3 separate regions of the Mus musculus genome follow, and regions 2 and 3 are each linked to region 1. Evidence: chromatin contacts called from public Hi-C data. All regions are on one chromosome and are shown on one strand. Each heading gives the region's core, a stretch centred on a gene start, on an enhancer-like site or on the middle of the called end of the contact. The rest is flanking DNA. Distances are from core to core; before and after follow the strand shown. Region 1 has its middle 29 kb from the start of Tbx19. Region 2 has its middle 14 kb from the start of Gm26685. Region 3 has its middle 9.2 kb from the start of Gm26685.

Region 1 (4,691 bases), core at 2,155-4,654:
AGACTTAGCTGAGGTCGGAGGGTTGTTTGTGGCTGTCAGTTGTAACATTGTTTCCCTCTTCTCATTAGCATCAGCCTTCAGAGTCAACCACAACAGACAGACGGGAAATATTTTATAAGAGGCCACAGAGAGACATAAAAGTGTGCTGGGAGCAGTTGAGAGGTGGCGTCTCTTCCATAAGTAATGGTAAGTATATATTTAATGATCATTAAATTTTCATCTGAAATGCATTTCGCATGTTACTGATTTCTCCGAACTTCATTTATTTTCCACTCTTCACTTTTTAGACACACTCATCACACCACAAAAGACACATTGTCCCACATTTGGCTAAAATCATAACAGACGATGCACAGTCTGGATTTAGGGGAGTGACTCCAAACCCATAAGCCGGGCACACATTTAAAATTATTGGAATCCCAGACCCCTTTACAAGGCTCCCGGTGTCTACAGAGGATAAAGTCGGGGGGGGGGGGGGGGCTGTGAGGTGGATCTTCATTTGCATTTGGATGGAAATAAAAGTAAAAGCATTGAGCCATAGGGACACAGAACTGGGGAGATAATTTTCCAGTCTGGTACATTTAAAGTCCATTATGCTGAAACATTTATGTCTCCTGCTTTGCAAACATAAGAAGTCATATATATGCTAAACTCATAACATTATTAATTCATCAGACACTTACAGCCCCCTATCTCCAGGAATCACAAGGAGTCTTTAAACAACAAATGACTTTGAAAGTAATCTCAGCATATAGTGCTGAGGTCAGCAGAACGGATTCTCATTAAAGGACAGAAACATGACGTCACTCGAGAAGACAGCTCAGCATAGAAACCCTGATGAGAGTCTGCCATCCCATGGAAGTTCCGGTTAGTTTGGGGAAGTACAAAGGTGAAGGGGCTGCCCACCTGTCGTAGGGCTTCATCCAGTGAAGGAGAGTGTTTCAAAAGGTCACACTGAGACTATTATAAAAACTAATCAGGACCTTCAAAATACCGTAGCATCGATTAAAGCCATGAAGTTGGGGAAGGGCAAAGCATCAGCTGGTACAGGAAGAAGTACTTGGAAGATTTTCTACCCACGTCTGAAGTCTCCCTTGATTGCTTATAGCCTGGGATGACTTAGTTTCATCTATGAGCTTGATTGAGATTTGGGGGAGAGTTGGTTCAAAAGTAAGGAACAAGAAAACCAAAACTGAGAAGTTAACAGTAAAATCAATCCTGGACTGGTACGAAAGATTAATTTGGTGGTGGTGGTGGTGGTGGTGTTTTATCAAAGTGGCCACAATAGTTCCCATAGTGTGTGATTTTGTATTAACCACAACTTACCTTACCTACTGTCCATCCAAGGGTAGCACCCATGTTCCTCCTTCCCCATTGGATCTGGGTGAGCTACTTCCAAAGCTGGGGATAAGAAGCAAGAAGCCTTTTCCTGTTTGACATCCAGCTCACTGTTTAGTCCTTGTCCACGTCTTGGGACAGGTTTAGGACAGCAAAGTTTATAAGGCAGGGTTCCTCTTGACACCCATGTGGTTGCTGGCTCGCACACGGGACCAAACAACCATGGACAGCTCCTCTAAAACCAGGAGCCCAAATCAATCTTTTCTCCTTTCTACTGGGTCTTTGGTGACAGCATGAAAAGCTAAGACCTCATGCAATCATACTGCTGCCATCCCTCCAGGAAAGCTCTCTCCAAGCAAGAGGCCCTAAAGCCAACAAAGGAGTGTCATCCAGAGTGTATGAAGAAAAAATTTGGGGGCCTAGAAAAATGAGAAACTTTTCAGAAAAGAGAGAGCTCTGATCATAATAAAACTAAAACAAAATACTCACTCTCAGGTAATGTGAAAATTAAAACAACTGAATAAAACCTTACATAATTCAAAATTGGAAAAAATTAAGAGCCATGTTACGTCATGGACCCAAAATTAGTTACTACTGGGGTTGTGACCAGGTGCAATCAATTTAGGAAACATTGTAACAACAGGTATAGGGGTTAAGGGGCACACACTGAAGGCCGGCTTCTACCCTGAAGTCTCCAGCCTGTGGACACTCACAGGCATTCGCAGCAGACAGCGCAAGGATATTCGCTTCCAGCAGCCATTTGTAACAGAAAACAAGTGGAGCTCAACTCTTTCCAGATGGGTAAAGATAAATATGCTAAGGTTTATCCACAGAACGGAAAGCTTCCTAAAGAAGAATTCTAAAATAATTAAAATTGTGAGGAACAAACACCCTGTCCCACTCCTAACAATTAGCAAAGGAGACTCCAAGTAGTAAGAGCAACCTTGCAAGGTCAGGTGCCATCCACGGTGATCAGTCACATGAATGTGGTGAGCTCAGGAGGGGACAACCTTTCACGTCATCTGCCACTTATATGTATGTGGGTGTATTTTGGCTCTTTATGACCTGTTTAGTTTAAATCTGTTTAAGAGTGTTAAAACACTGCACAGGACATGGGACAAGTTGGGCTGCTGAGATTTTTTTTTTACTATGATTAAATATTAGCTTATTAGGTGAGGGCAGCTAGAGTCCTTAGCAAGGAACAATGTTTTATGCTCAATGTATTTGGACCTAGGCTGACTTAAGCCATTCTTATTTTGAAAATTGACACTCATTTTTTATTTTTTATTTTTTTACAAAATGATAGTTATATTGAGGTCTATAAACATGTATGCTATTTTAAAGTATCCGTTGAAGGAGCTGGAGACATGGCTTAGTACTTAGAAGGTCCTCACATAGAGGACCAGAGTTTGGCTGCCAGCATCTGTATCCAGTATCTCACAACCACCTGTAACTCCAGCTCCAGAGAATATGATGCCCTCTTCTGGCATCCATGGGCATCTCCCTACATCTACAACCCACACATGACAACTTCACATATATGCACCATTGAATTGATTTTTTAAAAAATTAAAGAGGAGGAAGAGAGGAGGAGAGAACTGGAAATGACCAAAGATTTTTGTCATCCTTCCAAAATAATGAGTTCTCCTTTCATAGCTTCATTGATGTTGGACATACACAAACACACAGAAACACACACACACACACACACACACACACACACACACACAAGCTTGCCTACTTTCTGGGCCAGAAGCAAAGGACTTCCTTGTCAGCCTAGGCAGCTCATAGCCCATATTCTCATTAGTTCTCCTGCCTTCAAAATCCCATAAGGGTGTTGCAGAGCGTACCAGGTAAATGCTATATCCGCAGTGGGTTTATGTCACAGCTGAGGGGCCTCTTAATCACGCACGCATGTGCATGGGTGCACTCGTGTATAGTGTGTGTGTGTGTGTGTGTGTGTGTGTGTGTGTGTGTATGCGCGCCCGTGTGTGTCAACGTTCAGCATAAAGCCCAGCACCCTTTTGGAAGGCCAGGCCTTACTGGATAAGCTCCAGTGCTGTAACTTGCATGACTCAGCAAATCTAAATTTTGATCCGTTATGCGACATCTCATCCTTTGTGGGTCATGCTGTAAGCCTGGGGTTTTACAGCTTGACAAAAAGACATTCTTAAGGACACAGGTAAATGTTCCTAGGGCTCAGGGTGCAAACAAGGGTTTGGGGGTGCTTCCAATAAAACTGAGATAAACATACAGGGTTGACTGCAATACAACAGCTGCAGTGGCTGAGTCTGTCTCCTTCCAAAAACAAGTGTGTTGAGCAATAGCCCCACCTACAGACGGCTTCTGGAACTGCAGCAGTAAGAACATGGCTTCTGGTAGCTTTCTACTCCTTTTCCTCTCCTCTACTTTTCTGGTTTGTTTTCTTTTGGTTTTCCAGACAGGGTTTCTCTGTGTAGCCCTGACTCCTAGAACTCGCTCTGTAAACCAGGCTGGCCTCGAACTCACAGAAATCCTCCTGCCTCTGCCTCCTGTGTGCTGGGACTAAAGGTGTGCTCCACCACCTCTAGAAAGACAAGTATTATCTTGTTCACCACCACCCTGGAGGCTGGCTCACCAAACAGTGACCTCACGTGGCACTGGCCTCCCCATCCAAAGTCTCATCAGGACAAATGCAAAGCTTTTCTCCCACTTAAACCCTTTAAAGTTCTTAAAGCGCTCTGAATGTTTTGCCGGCAATACAGTTTTTGCTAAGTGACAAGAGTACATTTTTATAATCTATCCCAAGATCAATCACCTCTTTTCTACTTATAATTAATATTTGCAAGCTTCACTAAGCAGGCTCTGAGATCACATTTCCATTAATAATCTAAATTATAAAGAATTCAAATCCCATAGTCTACGGTTCCAGGAAATTCAGTTTTTTACCAGAACCTGCCCCAAAGGGATTCTAGGAGACAGTTTTTTCCTGCCATGTAAGTCCTTCCTGGAACCAGCCATCTGCCACCAGGTCCCTTATATCTGCAACCCCTGAGGCTCTGCTCAGACGGCCATCTCTCTGCTTCCTCTAACAAGTGTATTCCCAGGAGCCGGCCCTTTGCTTTATTAGAGTATCCCTAGAGACCCGAGTTGACATGGTGAGAAGCTAAGGGAAGTACCTCCAGAGTCATGTGACCGCCCCTGCTTGGGTCCCCTCCCAATACAGCAATGACACCGAGTTGTGTGCAGGGATGTGTAACTGTCATCAGAGACCTGAGTCTAGCTTCCTAGTAGCTGTATGGCTTCAGGAAGCCCAGCTTTCTGAATCTCCCTCCTCATCTGTACAATGGAGAGTGAGCTGGCAGCTTCTAGGC
Region 2 (4,260 bases), core at 979-3,478, 610 kb before region 1:
AAAGAGGAGTTCCATGGAGAGAGGGCATTTTGGGTACAGTCAGAGGGAGGGAATGAAAGAAAATGGACCTGGAGAGACGGACTTGGCTGGGTTACGGGGTTCTGCACACTGTGGACATGGGCAAACACTGATCAGATTTGCTTTTCAGAAAGGCAACCCTGGGAGTCATGTGGAACACACTGAAATTCAACAGTGCTGAGCTCCGTTACTGCACCCACGCTGTGACGACAAAGCAGGATGCTCTCAGGGTCAATGCTAGACTGGACCTCATAATGAGACCCTTTCTCCATGATAAAAAAAATATGTTAATCAGCTAAGATCAGAGTTGAGTCATGTTCTTTCACACTCCCTCTAATTAGGCTTTTGCCCATGGTGGCCTAGATTCCTGCTGTGGCTTTTGCTTGAGTTTCTTCCTGCATCTACCTTTGGTACTGGATACTATTATAACCAGCAATTCTTCTAAAATGGAGAAAGGCCCTGCCCACTCTTCCTCTACTCAAAACTCTGTCATAGACCTCACTGCTAATAAGTGTTGAAGATGTGTCAATGCACGGTGTCCCATGGCACGCCTCACGTCACACACTACTATCATTCACAGAGGTCCAGGCATACTGTTCTCCAGATCATCAGGCCCATAGAGGGCTCTTGCTCCCCAGTACTGGGGATTGAACCTAGGGTGTCACACATGCTAGGCAGGTAGTCTATGCTCATCTCTTATTTCCAGCCCTGCCATTTTCTTCCTTTAATATGTAAGAAAACTAAGTTCAGAATTAAGTGGTTTACCTATTAATAACTGCCAATTCGGATACCTCTGTGCCTGGCAAGTACATCATAGCCCTTTCTAAAACAGCCTCAGGAGGCAAGCATTGCTCTTTGCAGTGACAGTTATGTTGCCTGTGACACCCAGGCCTACCTGGTTATAGTCCATCCCCCCATGCCCCCCCCCCCCAGTGTATTCTCTGTTCACACCATTTCTCCATAATACTTCCCAGACCTGGGCCCAGTGAGGGAAAATCTTAAGAATTTCCTATTAATTTTTAGTGCATATCTTTACTTGAAAATTTTTGTGTGTGTTTATTTGTTGGTGTGTGTGTGTGCACATGTGTGGAGTCTAGACAACAACCTTGGGAAGCTGTTCACCTTGATTTTGGGGACAAAGTCTCTCACTGTCTAATTAGGCTAGGTTGGCTAGCTGGACGGTGATCTCCCTGGAGCCCCCTGTCACTGCCTTCTCATGTTGGGATTACAAGTTGGCTTTTAAAAATGTGACTTCTGGGGATGCAACTGAGATAGATCCTGAAGCAAACAGCCCCTTACAAAGTTCTTTACTAGTAAATATGTCATGTTTCCTCCTTAGTAGCAAATGTGGATTATTATAGGTTTGTTTTGTTTGTATTAACTACATGTTGGAGGAGACATTTTAAATAATCAAATGGATTTCTTCTAGAATTTCATTAGCTAGCTAGATTTTCAAACTGTGGTTTTAACTGTTTTTCTTTCAAGGAATAAATATGCTTTTCAAATGTTATTGTATATCTATAATTACAAAATAATTCGGGTAATTCTGAGGTGGGTGGACCTTCCTTGGTACAGTGGGGTACCAATGTACTTGAAACATTAGATATTCCATAAAGAAACAATCTAGAAACTACTAATAGTAAACAATTTAAAGAATGGACTGGAGAGATGACTCAGCAGTTAAGAGTACTTGTTGTACAACCAAAAGGATCGGAGTTCGAATCCCAGCACTCATATAATAAGCTGAGCATCCCACAGGTCTGTAGCCCCAGCTCCGAGAGGGGGCAGAGAGAGGAGAATCCCTGGGGCTTGTAGCTAATAAAATTCGAGCCCTAGGTTCAGGGAGACATTCTGGATCAGAATAGATAGTGAGTGATAGGGTAGTTTATATGATCTCTGTCTGGCCTCCATGTGTGTATGAGAGCATGCCTACACACAGGTACATAATCTTACAGACACATCTATCATATTAATTAATTCAAAATTTTCTTTGACAAATAAAATTGAAACGATAAAGGGATTCTTAGCTTCTATGTCCCGGGATTTATTGCTGTACAATTATCAAAGTTCAGTTCTCTGAAAAATTGTGTCAGTGTCACAGTTTGAAAATTCCTGGCCCAGGGAGTGGCACTGTTTGGAGGTGTGGCTTTGTTGGAGTAGGTGTGTCACTGTGGGTGTGGGCTTTAAGACCCTTATCCTAGCTGCCTGGAAGCCTGTATTCTATTAGCAGCCTTCAGATGGAGATATTGAACTCTCAGCTCCTCCTGCACCATGCCTGCCTGGATGCTGCCATGTATGCTTTGATGATAATGGAATGAACCTCTGAATCTGTAAGCCAGCCCCAATGCAATGTTGTCCTTGTAAGAGTTGCCTAGGAGCTGGGCGTGGTGGTGCACGCCTTTGATCCCAGCACTTGGGAGGTAGAGGCAGGTAGATTTCTGAGTTTGAGGCTGGCCTGGTCTACAGAGTGAGTTCCAGGACAGCCAGGACTACACAGAGAAACCCTGTCTCGAAAAACCAAAAAAAAAAAAAAAAAAAAAAAAAAAAAGAAGAGTTGCCTTGGTTATGATGTTCCTTCACAGCAGTAAACCTTAGTTAGGGTTTAACTAAGACAGAAGTTGGTACCAGGGACTGGGGTATTGATGTGATAGGCCTGACCATGCTTTTGTTTGGAGGAATGTGGATTTTGGGACTCTGGAAAGCAATGGAATGCTTTAAGTTGGGTTTAATGGGCTATCCTAGTAGGGATGTGGAAGACTTTGTTGCTGAGTATGATTTGAATAGTGGAGACCTGGCCCAAGAGGTTTCAGTGAACAAGAATTTCAAAATGTGGCCTAGAGACTGCTTTTGTGCTATTTTGGTGAAGAATGTGGTTGCTTTTGGCTCTGAAGAGTCTACCTGAGTCTAAGGTAAAGAGATTTAAATTAATTGCATTGACAAATGAAGTCTCAAAAAAGCCCAGCAGAGACTTTGTTCTCTGGTTAAGTCTCATAAGAGATTTTGAAAAAAGCATAGCAATCTTTGAAAGGAAAAATATAAAATATATGGTTCAAATATTAACGGGGTGCCGGGGAGTGAAATGGAACTGAATCCCCAGATCTCCAAGTTCAAGGACAACCTGGGACAAAACAAGTTCTAGGTGAAGAAAGGCTTAAAGTGTACACGCCTTTTAATCCCAGCATTGCAGGAGACAGAGCCACGAAGATTTCTGAATTCAAGGTCAATCTACAGAGCAAGTTCCAGGAAAACCAAGCTTAGGCAGAGAGGGAGTTGGAAAACAGAAAGCTGGTAATAGAATAAGGGGGTGGGGGGCATGCTCCAGCCCCAGGAAGCAGCAGAATACAACAGCTTTGGCCATGTGGTTCTGGCTTTAGAGTGAAAAATAAAAGGGACTACTGGGACAGTTGATGCTGGTTAGGTGGAGTTAAGAAATTAGAGGTGATTAAGAAGAGACCAGAATCACTGAGGTGAAATCTTCTGGAAGTGTTTTCTGAGAGCACAAAGAAGCTGTGTTCCAGAGATAGCCAAGGTTGTAACTTATGCTGCAGCTGTACTTGGCAATGTCTAAGAGTCATCCAGGTGGTACTGGTTTTGAAGGCATGAAGAGGTCATGAAGAGCAGCTGAGGCTTAACACTATGAGAGGCCATGGAAGGCCATTTGGTGAAGGTGCAGCTTCAGTTGTAGTTGACAGCCCAGGACTGAAGGGTTTATGCAAAGGATTTGATGCTTGGCATCATGAAGAGAGCCTATGAGAGGCTATTGTTGAAGCCTCATTGCAGCAGAAGACCCCAGCGCATTGGAGATGCCGGTACCATGGGATGATCACCAAGAACAGCAGCGGCAGTGCAGTGAATCAATCTGAGCTTAGAGTGTTACAGAGGGTAGAGCTGGAGAAGTGACACCAGCCCTTTGGAGGAGCCCAGAAGATCATGTGTGGATCCCAGACATTGAAGTCAGAAGCTGTAATATTGAAGTTGCCTTGGAGATCCCAAGATTTTCAAGATGCCAGAGCCATAGGATATCTCTTGAGGAATGCTACTAACAGGGGATGGAACCAGCCCAGGAAAAGAAGTTTATTGCAGTCAATAAAGATGAAGAAGGAATTGGAGATCTGAAAACTGCTTTAACATTAGACATGGAGATGCAGAGTTTGGAGTTTGCCCACCTGGTTTCCTGTCTTGATTCAGGGATTACAGTTAAGTGATTGGACAGATCTCAGAAGATACTTTGAACTTTGGACT
Region 3 (4,348 bases), core at 7-2,506, 640 kb before region 1:
TGGAAGTCGGCTTCATTTTATGAATGCCCTAAGCAGAGAGCCCAGGTACCACACACCCTGGAGTCATTGAAACTTAGCATCTAAGGTCATTTTACTGTTTTGTAAAATACCGTTGCATGTGTTATCATGAGTGATCTAGAGTCTAATTTTATAGCTAAGGAACTGATAATACTTTAAAAGGGGAATAAAATTATAATGTTGGTCAAGTAGCAAAGTTAAAAAAGCGAGACATACTCTTTGTTTAAAGCACAAACAAGCAAACAAAAAGGTACACAGCCCCAAAGCAATAACAGAATAGTTAAGAAGCAGATCTATGTCTGAACAATAGACTACTTACCTAGCTAGATTTCATTCTAAGAGCTTCAAAATAAAAGAGTTAAACCCATCACACTGAAAATAAAACATTTCCATAGTTATATACTAACTAAAGTGGAAAGTGTGTTTTAATCTTTCTTATCTTTCCCTTTTCTTTCTTTTCTTTCCTTTTTTTCCTTTCCTTTCCTTTCCTTTCCTTTCCTTTCCTTTCCTTTCCTTTCCTTTCCTTTCCTTTCCTTTTTTAGACAGAATTACACTATATAGTCTTGGCTAGCCTAGAACTTACTATGTAGACCAGGGTGGCCACAAAAGTCACAGAGATCCACCTGTCTCTGCCTCTAGAGAGCATGTGCCACCATGCCTGGCTGGTTTAATTTCCAACTAGTTAAGCCCAGAGAATCTGAAGCCAATTTTTTTCTGGGAGGCTAACTTCTCCGGAGTGCCCTTTGAAGTTTAAGCTTTTTCCTCTGGTGATTTTGAAGATAATAATTAAAATATCATCATCACCATCCTACCCTCTCCCTGGCTTATCACACGTCCCACGAGATATAACAGCAGTGTTGCTGGGTGCACAGTGCTGGTAAGGTACTGTGGCAGGCACCTGTCCTGTCTCATCTCATGTGCATCGTTCAAAGACCCCGGAGGGATGGTATGGCCATCGATTTCATTTTACAAAACAAACAAAGCAGATGTGGGAAGAATGAGTATTATCTTACTCTAACAGCTATGGCTGAGATGTAAGAGCTGAGCCTCAAGCTCAGGTTCTTTTGGGACCCTAGGCCTGAAACTTTTCTCTTGTTTTGTTTCCTGGGAAGGCCCTGGACACTCTTCAAGAGGCAGGGAGTATCCCGCAGTTCTTGCGTGTCCTCGTGTCCAGTGAGCGGCACTCCTGAGCATCTTGGCCAGCAACCAACCCTCTGGGAGAGATGGTATTTCACTCTCTCTGTTGACTTGTTTTTTGTCTCTTTCTCTTTGCCAACATGAGTCAGTGCCAATGAGAGAGCCTAGCTCATGGAAGAGATGCCAATAAAACTAGCACGGGAAGATAGCCACCACCACCAATGATATTCTCTGTGTGTGACATGGCATCTAAAAAAATTCAAACAAGAGGCAACATGGAGGACCCGAGTCACAGGCTTACCCCTAGAGAGATTTCCCATTCCCAGGAGAGAAGGTGAAGCACTGAGGGAGGGCAGGCTCCTGAAGGCTGTCAAGCAAGGCTGGCTGGAAGTTCCTCCTCCTGACTTTATCTTGCTCTAGCATGAGAAGCCAGCTGGTCCCTGGACAGAGTCTGGGAAGGCAAGTTCTACCAAGCTGTGTGAAAGCCCAATCGTAGGAAATTGTAGATTGTAGGAAATGCACAAACTCAAGAATCAGACCTACTGGCTCCTGCCCTCAGTAGCCAAATAACTGTCTCAGACTCCTCGTTTGAAAGGAGAGCAGGATGCAAGAGAGAGCAAGCTTTAGGGGATTATTTGCAAAGATTGCAAGCTCGTTCTAAAAGGTGTTTACTAAAATGAAAGCTAAGTTCCCATCAATGATAATAAGCATGAGTATAAAACTCCAGCAGGAACCAATTTGTGCAGCATAAGCTGTTGGTTCGGAAGGGAGGAGCCACTCCATTACAGAAAGAAGTTTTAGAGAGCAAGTCTCTATGCAGGTGAGTACACAGAGGACTGAGTTACGGGTTATTATCTCTGTTTTATAAGTACACCTGTGGAAATAGCGTTAATCTGTCCAAAGGCAGGTGGGGGAATTTTAACTCAAGCCTTTCTGAGTTGCAAGAGATTCCACCACGTGGTATAGTTGTTTGCAAATTTCAGACCTCAAACTGGGTCCATTTTCTCTTTTAAATTTAGAGGCTGGGTGACAAGGCTGAGCAACAGGAAAAACTGTTATTCTTGGCCCAAAATAGGAGACAAAGAGATAAGCCTCCAGAGCAGTCTGTTTGGGGTTCGGTAGTTTCGGATTTATGGTAGCAGAGCGGAGGGGAGGGACAGGCTCACCTGGGAGGGTGAATATTCAGGGCTCCTCTGTGAAAGGACAAAGAATCCCAGGTATTCTGGCAGTGACCGGTGCCTGCTTTGCTATTTGCTCCTGTCAGAGCTATTCCCAGTTGCCTGGTGGCAGTTGTTAACCTTGTGGTCCTGGGGTGGGGAAGACATTTGACATGTAAATGAATTGTGATGGTGTCTCTCCCTACTCTGGCAGCCATGTTAGGGCTAACTGGCTCACAGGCATCCTGTCCTCAAAGAAAATAAATAGGTCTAGGTATCCTTAGGTAGGAAGTCCAGGCAGCTGGGGACTGGGGCAGGGTAGCTTAGTGTTCCAGGTCCTAGGCCATATATATTTTCATGAGTGCCCTGCATAGCATCATTGTGCTTTGCAACCTCCCTTGGAATAAGGAAATGTGAGAGCTAAAGTTACGTTTCAGGTTTAACGTATTGTGCTTCAGCAATCCATAAAACAAAAGAGCCTTTAACCTGCAAACCCCACTTGCCCAAGGACAGATGACTTTCTGGAATGCTGGAGGCTGCTCTTATAAGATAACAAAGCCACCTGTTTTCACCTCTATAAACAAGGTTGGTTGTCTCAACAACACAGGATGTGCTTGATCACACACAGGCGGTAGATGTGAACGCAGGAAGTACATCAGAATGTATGCTTGGCCCAATTGGACAGAGGCAGGAAGTACGTAGCCTTGTGGGGTTTGCCTGCATAAGCACCTGACTAACATAATTCTCAGCCATTCTCTGGGAATGGACCTGGCTAGTGTCCATGTTCCTGGCTGGTATTTAATAAAGCTTGCTACGAATTTGGCTCAAAAAATTGTGGTAGAGGCTTTATTCTCAACTAGTGGTATTAACAAGCTACTTTGTATGAAAGTAGATACTTCAAATGCTTCATTTACTTTACAGAGACTGGGCAGGGATGGGGCCAGAGAAGGAGAGGGGAGGAAGGTGGGAAGACAGAAATAGAGCAGGAGAGCTAGGTGATACCTAGGAGAGAAACTCTAGTGTGTTAGCATTCCTTCTAGGCTCCACCCCACAGTTCCTTGGCAACAGGTATGCCTGACTCACTATAAAAGGGCGGTTTGGCCCCTCCTCTCTCTTTTGCTCTTTTGCTTTCTTGCTCTCTTATCCTCTTCCTCTCTGTCCCTCCTCTCCCCATCCCCCCCCCCAACCCCCACGTGCTCATGGCCAGCCTCTTCTCCACTCCACTCCCCACGCCGTAAATAAACTCTATTCCATACTATACCTGTCACATGGCTGGTACCTCAGGGGGAAGGGATGCCTCAGAACAGGTTCGCAGAGGCAATCCATCCCCTGCACCATACCACACTTCTACCAAACCTATCCCTGGCTTCCTTTTCTTTTTATAAAATACTACACAGTGGACATGATAGACAATGGCCACCTGAATTCTCACATGGTAGGTTGGCTTTCTCTCCTGCCACTCCTATGCCCCATCCTTCTCCCCCGAGTCATAACAATTCTGTCTCCTTTTTCCCAGTTCCTAGCCTGCACAAATCTAAAGGTCCTGCCCTGTTTCTCTTTGCTTCACCATTGGCTGCTGGCATCTTTATTGATCAATCGAAACCAACTTGGGACAAGGGCCTTCAGTGTTTGGACATGCAGATTCCCAACTAATCAAAGCCTTAGAACCAATCCCCAACGAGGGACCTTGGTTTTTATGTGAAAGTGTATAAAAATGGTCTATATTGACCCATTTAGCAAGACTAAAGAGTCCATTTGTTTTTCTCTCCCATCACTAGTACATCTCACCATGATATAATCAGGATTTAATACCAATACAGTCAAAAGAAAGGGTGTTTTTATCAATATAATGGTGGTATATATTGTCCTCTTATTGTCACCTATGTGTCTACTCTCACTACATCCTTGACTCTTGACAGCTGTTATTTTTCTCTTTATTTATATAATTGTATCATTTCTAGAATGTTCTCTAAGTGGCACCGCCCAACTTCTCTGCATCCTCACCAGCGTTTAGTGCTCTCACGATTTTTGCTTTA

Evidence for each region. Hi-C and Micro-C count contacts between places; a contact is called where the count stands out from the background.
Region 2: a Hi-C map of embryonic stem cells shows a contact between it and region 1, with 4 times the contacts expected there. The contact joins two enhancer-like sites. A contact is called at or near these places in 1 of 484 Hi-C or Micro-C datasets (embryonic stem cells), 3 of 115 datasets of contacts at active chromatin or transcription factors (embryonic basal ganglia, embryonic stem cells and large pre-B cells) and 1 of 9 other capture datasets (embryonic stem cells).
Region 3: a Hi-C map of muscle stem cells shows a contact between it and region 1, with 4 times the contacts expected there. The contact joins two enhancer-like sites. A contact is called at or near these places in 1 of 484 Hi-C or Micro-C datasets (muscle stem cells) and 4 of 115 datasets of contacts at active chromatin or transcription factors (embryonic basal ganglia, embryonic stem cells and large pre-B cells).

What each region holds. Positions count from the first base shown.
Region 1 is chr1:165,129,012-165,133,702 of GRCm38.p6, forward strand. No RefSeq gene overlaps it. Among named protein-coding and RNA genes, the nearest start is that of Tbx19, 29 kb to the right of the region's middle. Within about 2 kb of position 3,405, at least 62 of the 459 cell types and tissues checked have an H3K27ac peak or open chromatin away from gene starts, as enhancers often do. A contact at or near this core is called in embryonic stem cells and muscle stem cells, where this site is marked.
Region 2 is chr1:164,515,298-164,519,557 of GRCm38.p6, forward strand. No RefSeq gene overlaps it. Among named protein-coding and RNA genes, the nearest start is that of Gm26685, 14 kb to the left of the region's middle. Within about 2 kb of position 2,229, at least 7 of the 459 cell types and tissues checked have an H3K27ac peak or open chromatin away from gene starts, as enhancers often do. A contact at or near this core is called in embryonic stem cells, where this site is marked.
Region 3 is chr1:164,491,960-164,496,307 of GRCm38.p6, forward strand. No RefSeq gene overlaps it. Among named protein-coding and RNA genes, the nearest start is that of Gm26685, 9.2 kb to the right of the region's middle. Within about 2 kb of position 1,257, at least 46 of the 459 cell types and tissues checked have an H3K27ac peak or open chromatin away from gene starts, as enhancers often do. A contact at or near this core is called in embryonic stem cells and muscle stem cells, where this site is marked.